Regions from separate parts of the Drosophila melanogaster genome. Here region 1 is linked to region 2. A link is a contact called in public Hi-C data. All regions are on one chromosome and are shown on one strand. Each heading gives the region's core, a stretch centred on a gene start, on an enhancer-like site or on the middle of the called end of the contact. The rest is flanking DNA. Distances are from core to core; before and after follow the strand shown.

Region 1 (5,624 bases), core at 2,360-4,859, 65 kb before region 2:
GTGCATTCCACGACGAAGCTTGTTGCCCACCAGCTCCATATAATCCAGAAGCAGAAGAGTGCAATTGTCACAGACTATAAAGGATATAGAGAACATGAATGGTACACATGGGAATATGCAGAATGGTATTCGTTCAGTTCACATCGAAGATTAACTTACTTTTGCATCCGTTGTCCACCAGATGATGACGTTCCGCCTGACACTTGTCGCACTTTAGCCCAGTAACTCCTTCTCGACAGTAGCATCTACCAGTCTCTACATCGCAGCCTTCGGTTTGGATTCCATCTGGGTGACAGTTGCAAGGTTGGCAAGTAGTGTTTGGATATCTCATAGGATCTCCAAAATATCCCGCCTGGCACCGCTCACACAATCTGCCCGTGTAACCCGGCTTGCAGACACAACTGACTTCTCCGTCCCAGACATTGCAGCCCCGGGCAAAGTTCCTATTGGTCTCCGGGCACGGACAAGCCTGACAACCGTGTGGAGAATTGGGATCGCCGTAGAATCCCTCAGCACACTGATGGCAGTGATCTCCTCCAGTGTTACCTCGACAGTTCTGCGAAAAGTCAAAAAGGAGTCATATAAAAGGAGTTGAATGGATTTCGAATCGAATTTTTTACCTGACAGACTCCAGTTTCGCGATCACAATCGCTGCTACGACCATTACAATGACAGGGAGCTGCTCTTCCTATCAGATCCTCAATGAATACACTCTCCACAATAGTGGTATTCCGCCAACGGTAGAAGGATCTTCCCGGATCCTGGCATGAAAGTCCATCAAACCGCTTGGGACACTTACACCGTTCGACTCCCTTGGCTATAAGATTGGTGGAGCCCTTGATATAGATGGCCGCATCCATGTGTACATTTTGAAGGCTATAAATACAAAAGAAGGGTTAGTACATGATAGAATCTTATTACTAAGTTTATTGGATTTACTAAATGACTCACACAACTTCCTGGAAATCGGCAAAAGCAAAGGCTCGAATGAAGATGTGTCGAATGTTTTGGAGGGCAGCCATTAGAGTATTACGATCCACTGCCTGGCTGGTGTGGTGGTACTTCCAGAAGGACTCATGCAGCGGCACCCGATGGGTCACGTTCAAGGAGTACTCGAACTCTTCGTACTCGTAAAAGTCCAGTAGCAACTTGGAGTGCGCGTGTAACTGAACCAATGGATACTGACCCAAAATATTTCGCTCCAAGGGCTTGTGGGCACCTTCGGTGATCAGGGTGAAGTACAAAAAGCCACCATAGCTACTAGTCCGATCTCCGTAGAACTGCGGAGGCAGTTGGAAGTAGAGCGGATGGTAAAATTGTCCATATGCTCCGATGGAAACATTCCCCGTAGATTTGGGCACTAAGCTCAGATCATTCATGCGCTGGATCTCCGCGTCTTCGCGATGGAAACTGCTGCCCTCCATCTGAACCACCACTATGTACTCGTAGTCTGAGCTGGGTACCGAGTGCGGTCTTATTTGCTGAACGCTGAGATTTCTGGACTCCGCCATACGGATGTGTCCCCAAGACAAGTCGCTCTGCTCGCACTCACCGGATCTCCCGAAGCAGAAGCATCGGGTGCATCCTTCGGGATTTTGTGCGGACAATCCAAAAGTGCTTTGCATGCAGGTATCGCATTTGAGACCCACCACAAGGGATTTGCACGGGCATTGGCCATTCGAGTCACAGGCTATTGAGCCATCCGCCTGGGTGAAGGAACCCTCCGCATCGCAGCCGCATCGTCGGCACTCCGGATAGCCGAAATACCCGATGGCGCAAGTGTCGCACTTTCTGCCCGAATATCCCTCTCGGCACTGGCATTGTCCATCGCCGGTGCTGCACTGCTGACCAATGGAGCCAATGTGATCGCACTCGCATTCCCGGCAACCCAATCGAGCCTGCCAGCCCCAGGTGCCCGGCACACACTGTCCACATCCCAGGCCACGGGTGAACTTGGGGCAAATGCAGCGTCCATTGTGCGGGTCACACACCTGACCCTCCGACCTGCAGGCCGAGCACCGCTGACAACCCTCCGTGCTGAAGCCAAAGAATCCCTCCGTACACTCGTTACAGTGCTGACCTCCAACCCCGATCTTGCAGTCGCATTGGCCCGTCCACGGGTTGCACTCGTGACCTCGGGAACCATGAGGATCGCATCGGCAATCCCGGCAGCCCTCGCCCGCCGTGAGATTCCAGTGACCCGGTCGACACTTGTCGCATCTCCTCCCGGTGACGTTGGCCAGGCAGGCGCATTGCCCAGTTCGCTTATCGCAATCCGATGACAGGGATCCCACACTGCTGCAGTGGCATTCTGTAAATGAAGGTGCATATGTTATTATATATAACTAAAAGGAAGAATATCTAAATAGATATTTATATTTAATCAAAATCTTTACTGTAAGTTATGTTACTAAATTTATATTTAATGAAGTAGGATTTAATCAATGAATCAATGTCGGTGCTGGAATCTAACAATCAATCCCCTTGCTATTAGCTTTCCCCGTCTTGGGTTACTGGGCCACAACTACGTCACTGTCAGTGGCAGCCAGCTAACTGCACCTTAACAGCCACCAAGTGGCGCGCACAGACCCACTGTATCCACTAGACCCACCAGACCCGCTAGCCAGTTGGTGGGTTTGTGGGTTGCGCGTAGGCAGCGCCCCAAAGTCCGCCCACATATGCATTCAGTTTCCTATTCGGGCGACAAACGACAAATGCGACGACGGACCAGCGGACGTTGGACCCCGAAAAAAAAGCTGTGGGAGACGACGACGTCGGAACAAGCCAGACAAGTCTGCCAAGCTCATGAGTATGTGGATAGGCAGGAGGTACATACATATATATACTATATACGAAAATAAATTCATTCATAAATCCGGTAAAACCAACGCAAAAACACTTTTCAATTTGATTGCACGCTCTATAAAAAAATACATCTAAAATATTGGCAAAAGGTGCATGCAAAATTAGAAGAGATCTGTGGAACTTGCAACGAAGATTGGGTGCTCTCTCTTAATGGCTATTAAGATTAAATAGATATATGTATATAAGGTAATGTATAATGTATGCAATGTATAATTAAATGTTTGGTAGTGATACTTTAAAAAATATTGTAAGCAAATTCTTTTGATTCCTAGTCAACTGAATGCAATGGGACTTTGGACAAATCGTAGGGTATTTCAAAGAAATATGAACAAGCTTAGCACGCGACACGATAGGATAGGTGATAGTAGATCCACTCTAGAGCTGCTTCGAGGAGTATTCAAGAGGAGGAGAAGGAAGCTGCGCCTTGAGGCACTTGGCATATGGCTGGGACTTGAAGACTCAAGACTGACTATAGTGCAGCTGTCAAGTGCTTGCCATCGTTCGTTTGGGGGGATTTGCATTTTCATGAATGAAATGAGTGGCGAGAGAAAGGCCTACGACTACGACTATGACTATAGGCGACTCCTTCAGACGGAGCCACCAATAAAAAGTTCAATCAACTGACGCCATTCACATGTTTTTGCCTGGGCAAATGATGTCATTAAAGTTTACAATGGGAATCACGACTCTTCGCCTGCTCCTCGATCGTTTTTTTGCCTGATGTTTTTGGTGCTTTAGTTGAAAATGCGTTTGTCATGGCACAACAGTTTGAGAGTCACTTGCACACCCACTGGAGATTTATTGCGTGGGTCTTGAGTTTGTTTCTTCTGGTCGGGTTGTTAGTCTCGCGGGCCTTTGGTTTTATTGACAATTTTGTTTTCTTGATTTTTTATTAATGAGCACGTTTTGTTTGTTTTCTGTTTTTTCTGCTTTGTTTTTACCCCTTAGTTATATCTCGATTTGCTGGCTGCCGATCGCTAGACTGGTCCCGATGGTCAGAGATCTCGCGTGTGTGGGCCGTTTTAAGAGCACTTCCGTTCGTTTAACGGTTTTCAGCTTGAATGTGCGTTAAATTTTAGGGTTACCGTTCACATTGGCATGGGCGGCATAATTTGGGATTGATCGACTGTCATTTGCTTTGTCTGCAGGAATGTCATGAAAAATTGGCGGATGGTCGAGACCAAACACCTTCTAACGTTTTCTAACAATCTAATCTGCTAACTATCAAATCAGAGTACTGCCATTAGTCTCACTTCTGTGCTGTGGCCTTGGGGCTTGTCATTTTCACTGCACAACATGGCGTATACACAATGCGACTACCAATAACCAAACTGTCTGGTCAGTCAACGCGGTCACAAATCAAATGCAATGCAATAAATTAACAATCAAATACTAATAATTCTAAAAGTACCAATGAATTGACAGTTTAATTGCAAAATCTCTTGGACTTGACCACTATCAAAAATAAAAAGACTTGACCAATTGCAGAAATATGCTAGAGCCGTAAGCTCACTTGTTGAGCTTCGATTTGGAGCACGTGTTTTGTGGGCAACATACCGTATGTTACGCTCGACACGACAAAATATTGATTAAATGATTTATGGGTTCGCTCACAGCACTGTGGGACAACGTTGCGTATGCGCAATGCATGCTTGCAGTGAATAGTCATAAAAAAGCACCGATGGATGCCAATCAATTATCATAAATCTCAAATCAACACAAAAAATTATTTTTAAACGGAAAATATTTTATACTCTATATCTAGGTTGCAATAAATAAATATAGTGGCATTCGGAATTCTAGCGTATACACTTTGGAAACAAGATCATGGAAAGGATTTTAAATTTGTTTAATTGAATACGAATACTTTAAATAAGCAATGCCGAATTCCTCAGCGTATCAATAAACGAGTGTTATAACGATTGCATTTCGATATTTCCACAAGTAATCAAGAGGCAATTAAGCGTCTGTAGGCAGCTGCGATAAAAATCTGTTGGCTACACGCTGGCTGGCCCACTGACTGCATAAATAAATGAATCGATGAACGAACGAATGAGTGAATGAGTCGCATTCAATTGAGTGATTGACTCACTGACCAACTGACTTGCCAACAACTTCTCCATATACCCAATACAGATTGACATTTAAAATGTCGAAAATGATGGATACAAATGCAGTTAGTTGGCTTTTCTTGTTAGCCGCCCACCGTTGACCCAGTTTTCAAGCGAAGGAGAGAGTAATGGGAGTGTGGGTTGGGGTAGGACCTGAACCTGGACCAGGACCACCCGGCTAAAGTCTGCCGTTCCGAATTTCGTTAGTTGTTTCCTCCTCTTTTTCAGCTAAAGTTAATTAACCCGTTTGCATAAATTTCGGTACGGGCCACCAACAAAATGCTGAACCAGTTCTACTCCTCGATCGACCGGCTGTCGGGACATTATTTATGCTTTCTTTGATCGAACTCGGCCCGGCACGTCATAATAGTCGCAATCCCAGTCGCTTGGATCAACGCCCCCCCCCCCCCCTCACCGAATTGGCCAAATCAATTGTTTTCGTGGCCGTCGTAAATTAATCGAGTATTAAGTTGGCCAGGAAATTGCGTTTGACTTCTCACTGGCCACGTTCTCGGGCCAAACTTGCACCACCGCCTTCTCGGTAATGACGGGGTGTATTTTTTTTTTTTGGGAAAATAATAGAAAAAATTAATTATAGCATTTTGTTTGTTATAATAAATGGTTTCCGAGTGTCTGGCTCTTGGTGTT
Region 2 (5,505 bases), core at 2,938-5,437:
TGGACAAGTTTCGGGCCAATTTTGGCCAACCAGGGAGCTGGTGAAAAGACTTTACTGTTATGCCAATCGAAAGCGACATGAGACAAAGGCAAGGATGATATATATAAATATATATAAACTGATTGGAGTCTGATCGATCGCCTACGTCATTATCTTTACCTTCATCACAACGATGGACGATAATGATGATCTTTGTCTCGGTGATCTGCGACTGATGAGATTTCATAGCCATTTTTGGACCGCAGTTCCCTTTTTGCCAACGACCTGCGACTAATGAACACCTTAAATGGCAATCGCACCGGAATTCGATGTGGGGATTTATCGGGAAAGGAGAAAGGCTCAACTACACGCATTTTGTCACATTTTGACATAACTCATATGGGCCAGGGAAATTCCTTACAGCCTTGAGCTTGCAGCTAAGATTCTGGCCCCATATTTGGTGCCAATTAGAGGGGCCCTTTTACTTTTAAGTGACCAGTTGCATGCCACTCATGGCACTCATTGCCACGTCTATTCCCCGTTAAGGCGGCGCAAAAGTCTTCCTGGGAAGTCATGTCGTTGAAGATAAATTGCTGACAGTTTCGTTTAATTGTGCATCGAACTCTGACGCTGTTAATTGCCACAAAAATGTTGGCTCCCATACATGGTACTTATGACGTTTTTTCTCTTTTAGTTTTATTGGTAAATCTGTTTGGCTAGAGAGAAAAAGTTTCGGCATCAAAATGTGTGTGGGTTTTTTTTTATGACTCTATTAGAGATAAGCGAGCTAGGCCCGGAGAAGTCTGCCCATGTTGCCTGATATGATATTAATTTTGTACATGCCCCCACATTGTGTAATTGATATTGGTCGGAAAGAACAAGTTTTTCCTTTGGCCGGAACGGGTTTCCTTCTCGGCACGGAAGTTGTCCTTCTATCTAATTGGCCGCGCAAATTGCTCAGCGTGTCTATGTTGGTTTTGCACAAAAGGCATTTTCATATTCCATCCATTGAGTTTTCCTCGCATTGTTGACCTGACCCTGCCTCTCACCTTTGCATTCGACGATTGGCGAAATGTTTCAATCCAAGAGTCATACCGAAATCAGACTGGAGTCATCTTCGAAACAACTGCATCATCAGCATTCGACGTCATCAGCTTGACGACTTCGTGGGCAACTGAGGAAAACTATTCAGGTCAATAGTTCAATGGTGAACGGTGCAATGGCCAACAATAAAATAGTCATGAAACTCGCATTTTCCACTGCCCTGCAGGATGAGTTTGTTGATTTTATTCAAAAAATGGGTAGACCTATGTATTTAAAAAATAAAATATATATATATATGTGAGTACCCACTTAAACTAGTGCATTTATTTGAATTGATTGAAATATAAAAGAGAAAAATAATATTATTTGTTAAACATCTCATCTCATATTGTATTTTTGGTCATCCTAAACCCTTTTAATGCGTATCCGCATCCAATTCAATTATGTCTTAAGCCTATCAATTCATTCAATAAACTAAGCTTATTTTCGTTAACACTATAAACCCCTTAACAAAATCTACCTTAATGGCCAATAAAACTGCATCGCATGCTAATTCGTTTGTGCCCGAAACCCTTTCAACACGTTTTTCCGACATTTTACAACTTAATTCCTTTTATTATGAGCGTTTTCTACCTTGGACAAACAATCAAAAGTTTGTGGCTTCAATTGCATTTGGGATTCTTCAGCGCCACAAAGATCACAGAGCCACAGAAGAACCAAGGGAGCAACGTGGTAAACAGGGGGAACCTGTAGCTGGGGAATTTGCATTCGAGCCTGGGACAGTGAAAGAGGGAGAAAAATTAACTGCAATCAAGTAAAACGTCATTCAACTGGGGAATTGGGACCGAACCGAACCCTGGACACTACGGACTGAGAATAGGCCTCCATTATTAGCTGCAAGGTCTGAGCTGCAATGTTGCTAAATTGCCGGCATTCAACGCATTTTTCTTTTCAAGAGAAGCGAAACCAATGGACTTCGGTTCGGTTTGTTTCGGTTATGTTCTACTCTAGGCCCCCTGGGCATTGATGGACCTTTTGAAGAGTTTTAATTAAGCTAATAAAGTTGTCTATTCTGCGTTTGGAGTCTGCTGTCTGTGTTGCATGACCATTAATTGCCATTGTTGGACACACCACTGATGAAACGAGGTCATAAATGGGTGAACGTTTCTTCTATTTTTTTGCAGCTTACATAAATGAAACGACACTTAAGTGACACCATAGTGATAGGATCTTAATAATCCGAAATGGTAACTGATATGTGAATAAATGCATTATGAATTGCAAGCAACTAATATTATTTAACATTTTATAATTGAGTAACTAACAACACTTGATATTAAACATTAATATACATTGTTAATAAAAAAAATAGATAGATATCAAATATCAGTTAAATAGAGCTATTATTTACACCATAATCCTTTTTATAGTTCTTTGTTGTTCAGCTTAATGAGTTCCGTGTTTTTGTTCGAATGTTAATAAATCCTTGTGGCACACCCTATCACTTTCAGTGAGTCATATTAATAAATGGAACCGACTAAATATTTAGACACAGCTCACGTATCACTCGCTATAAAATATTATACCGCTGTTAAGCGTGAACCATTAAAAGATCGTAAAATACACACAACTAAAGAATATTTGCGATTCGGTCGCGTGGGCAGCAATTGCGAGTAGTAAACTGTAAATTAGCACGGAATGCATTATCGTCTATTTACAAAACATTTTGCATGCCGCACAGAAGCAGTTGCAGTTGCAGCTCCAGTTGCAGTTGCACCAGCTGAGGTTCAAGGTAAACTGAGATAGCATATGCGAATGCAACATTGTCGGGTGTAGTGCTATATAGTATAGTATATAAAGTATGTTGGCTACTCTTGCCGTGTAATTGCTTTTCCCGATGCTGCTGCTGTGGCGCATGCGCCGATTCCTCGACTCTGATAACACATTCCAGTCCTCTTGGCAGTTCGGCCTGCCATCTCCACAGCCAATGAGTGCATTTTATTTTCTTTACTTTTCTGATTAAACACCAGATTGTATCGCATATCGGTTATGAAGAGTGGCCATAATATTTGGGGCGTAATTAAAGGTATTAAAGTGTTGGCCAAGAGCGTTTAGTTTGCCAGAGCGCTGGAAATTTCTTTCAGACGTGGGCTGGTGTAAGCGAACGGCTTCTTGGGTGTGAAGTAGGTGGAGAAAGCAGAAAGTCTGGCGATCGATAACAAATAAGTACTGAAATAATTGGGAGAAAATATATTGCCAAAACGGGATCTCTTGGTATATCTTCATAATAATGTTGTAAGATATAATGCTAAGGATAAGTGTATCAAGTATAGGTCAGAAGTTACTAGTAAATATATCTTCGCCACTGCTGGTTCTTTAGTTAGTTGCTGCAAAAACTGTATTCACTATTTCAACTCTTTTTGTTTATTCAACTCTTATATTTATACAACTCTGCCCTCGATTTACAAGCACTCTCCTCTTTACCCTAACAAACACTGAAGATATGACATCTACAGTCACAAAACAAAGCCGGAGTACCAACTTCTTCCAGCCTTCCAGCCAATCAATCATGGCCATGGAGCTAACAATGACACCTTCGCAGACAAGCCCAAACAGCTTCCGCATTACGAAAAAATACCAGATCAGTGGGATGCACTCACACACACACTGGATTCGATACTCCAAAAGCCAAGCCAGCCGACAGTTGCCAACTGGGCCAATGATCTTGCATTAAGTTGGCCCAAAAGAAGACATGATCCCTGCCACAACAACAATGGGGATCAGGTAACACAAACAGCTCACAGCATGAACTTGATATTTTTTTTTGCAGACCCAGACCATATGCAAAGTGCGGTCCCCGAGGAATCCCAGGACCACTGGTTACAGTCCAATTTGGTTCGGTTGTTGTTGTCACCAAGATAACCATCTTGCAGGCACTCCAAACACAAAATATTGACTTGCTGCCGGTTTTCAACTTGCTTGTGGCCAAAACAGGCAGTGAAATCGAATAGGGCCGAGGTGCCGACACAACAAATTACATGCAAATTAGTCTCTGCGGATTCTGCAGCAGATCATTATTTTTCGATAGGAAAAAAGGATATATCCCTTGTGTTCCATGCGTTACAGTTTTAGATGCACTGATGATATTGGTATTATCATATGCCTAAATATATGCTTTTTAAAATAACTTGAAATAATATGTTTGGGGTACTCCATACGAATTCCTTACCAAATCTCATTATTACTTTTATAAATCACACTTTTTGTTGACCTAATTCATAATTTTATTATTTTCATGATTTACCAAATAAAAACGTACGTTGAGTTTGTGACTCATAAGGGTTTTATAAAAAGAGCGTTCAATTTATGAAGTGAAATGTACAGGAATTGTTTAAAAATAATGTCATTATAATAACAACAAAGTAGTTATATACTTAAAATACAATAGTATACTTAACATTATCGACAGTGAAGAAATAACAAAATCGACGTCAGTGAAGAAATCCACACAGTTTTAGAGCAATTGCCTTACTATAACCAATAAAGGGAAGCCCAGAAGTATGCTTCGAATACCTTTATCTTTGTATAAAAATATATTTATACGTTCTCTTTATATGGTTTTGATAAATTAAAATTCAATTCAGTTAAAAACTACAAAACTTAAATGAATAAAGTAAATAGTATATTATTTTATATATAAAGTACAGCTGATATTCGAAAGAAATTTCCTCAACTGTGCGTGGAAGGAAATGGTTTTTAATTCGCTTAAAAACTAATTCATCATTAAACGTAAATTTCGTAAATATCAACTTCATGTATCATCATCTAACAATTTTCAACAGGTAACATGATGAATATGAAATCAAACCATTTTTTGTTTTTTTTTTCTGCGACAGTAAGTAAGCTTTTCCGCAACACAAAATAAATCAAATTAAATTCTGTTGACGCACGCACAAAATGCAAATTTTTTTCGCTTCCCAAAAGTATGCAACCTACGGTAAAGGAAAATTCCGTTTATGGAAGGAAAGGCAAGGAAAAGTATATGAGAGGATTTTCTTTTCCCGTGCGCTTCGTTTTTATACTTATTTCGTTGTGTGATGTAATAACTAACACGCTCAGCCAATTATATGGAATATGTTTGTTCTATTCTAGGTCGCTGCTGTCGTCATTGTCCTAAGCATACAATGGATTTATGCGTGAATAATGCGTGTACGTATCGAATCGGAGGCAGCAACCGTCAGCAATTTGCTTCCACTTCAGTGACTGCCGGGTTACCAAACGAAAAAGAAGTTACGAAAATGTTAAAGCGGAAACTCGGTACAAAAGCTAATCATAATAAGGACTTGTGGAAAATTTCAAACACGTGAGACTAAACCGTTCTCTATATGAATTGAAAGTTCAAAGAAAGTTGGCAAATTGATGTCGTGACAGAAGGCCTTAATATAATATTAATATTACAAAATATTACAATTACAAATGAAC

Evidence for each region. A called contact is a pair of places that touch in the nucleus more often than the background predicts.
Region 1: a contact with region 2 is called in a Hi-C map of the Kc167 cell line, with 1.6 times the contacts expected there. The contact joins two enhancer-like sites. A contact is called at or near these places in 11 of 107 Hi-C or Micro-C datasets (the Kc167 cell line, the OSC cell line, the S2 cell line and 4 more) and 1 of 6 datasets of contacts at active chromatin or transcription factors (the Kc167 cell line).

What each region holds. Positions count from the first base shown.
Region 1 is chr2L:14,316,241-14,321,864 of dm6, reverse strand. wb (wing blister) reads right to left here. Exons shown (of 16, transcript NM_165086.3): 5 at 952-2,311; 6 at 621-876; 7 at 160-556; 8 at 1-74. Among named protein-coding and RNA genes, the nearest start is that of ms(2)34Fe, 9.4 kb to the left of the region's middle. Within about 2 kb of position 3,609, at least 13 of the 39 cell types and tissues checked have an H3K27ac peak or open chromatin away from gene starts, as enhancers often do. A contact at or near this core is called in the Kc167 cell line, where this site is marked.
Region 2 is chr2L:14,251,478-14,256,982 of dm6, reverse strand. No RefSeq gene overlaps it. Among named protein-coding and RNA genes, the nearest start is that of wb, 8.8 kb to the left of the region's middle. Within about 2 kb of position 4,187, at least 21 of the 39 cell types and tissues checked have an H3K27ac peak or open chromatin away from gene starts, as enhancers often do. A contact at or near this core is called in the Kc167 cell line, where this site is marked.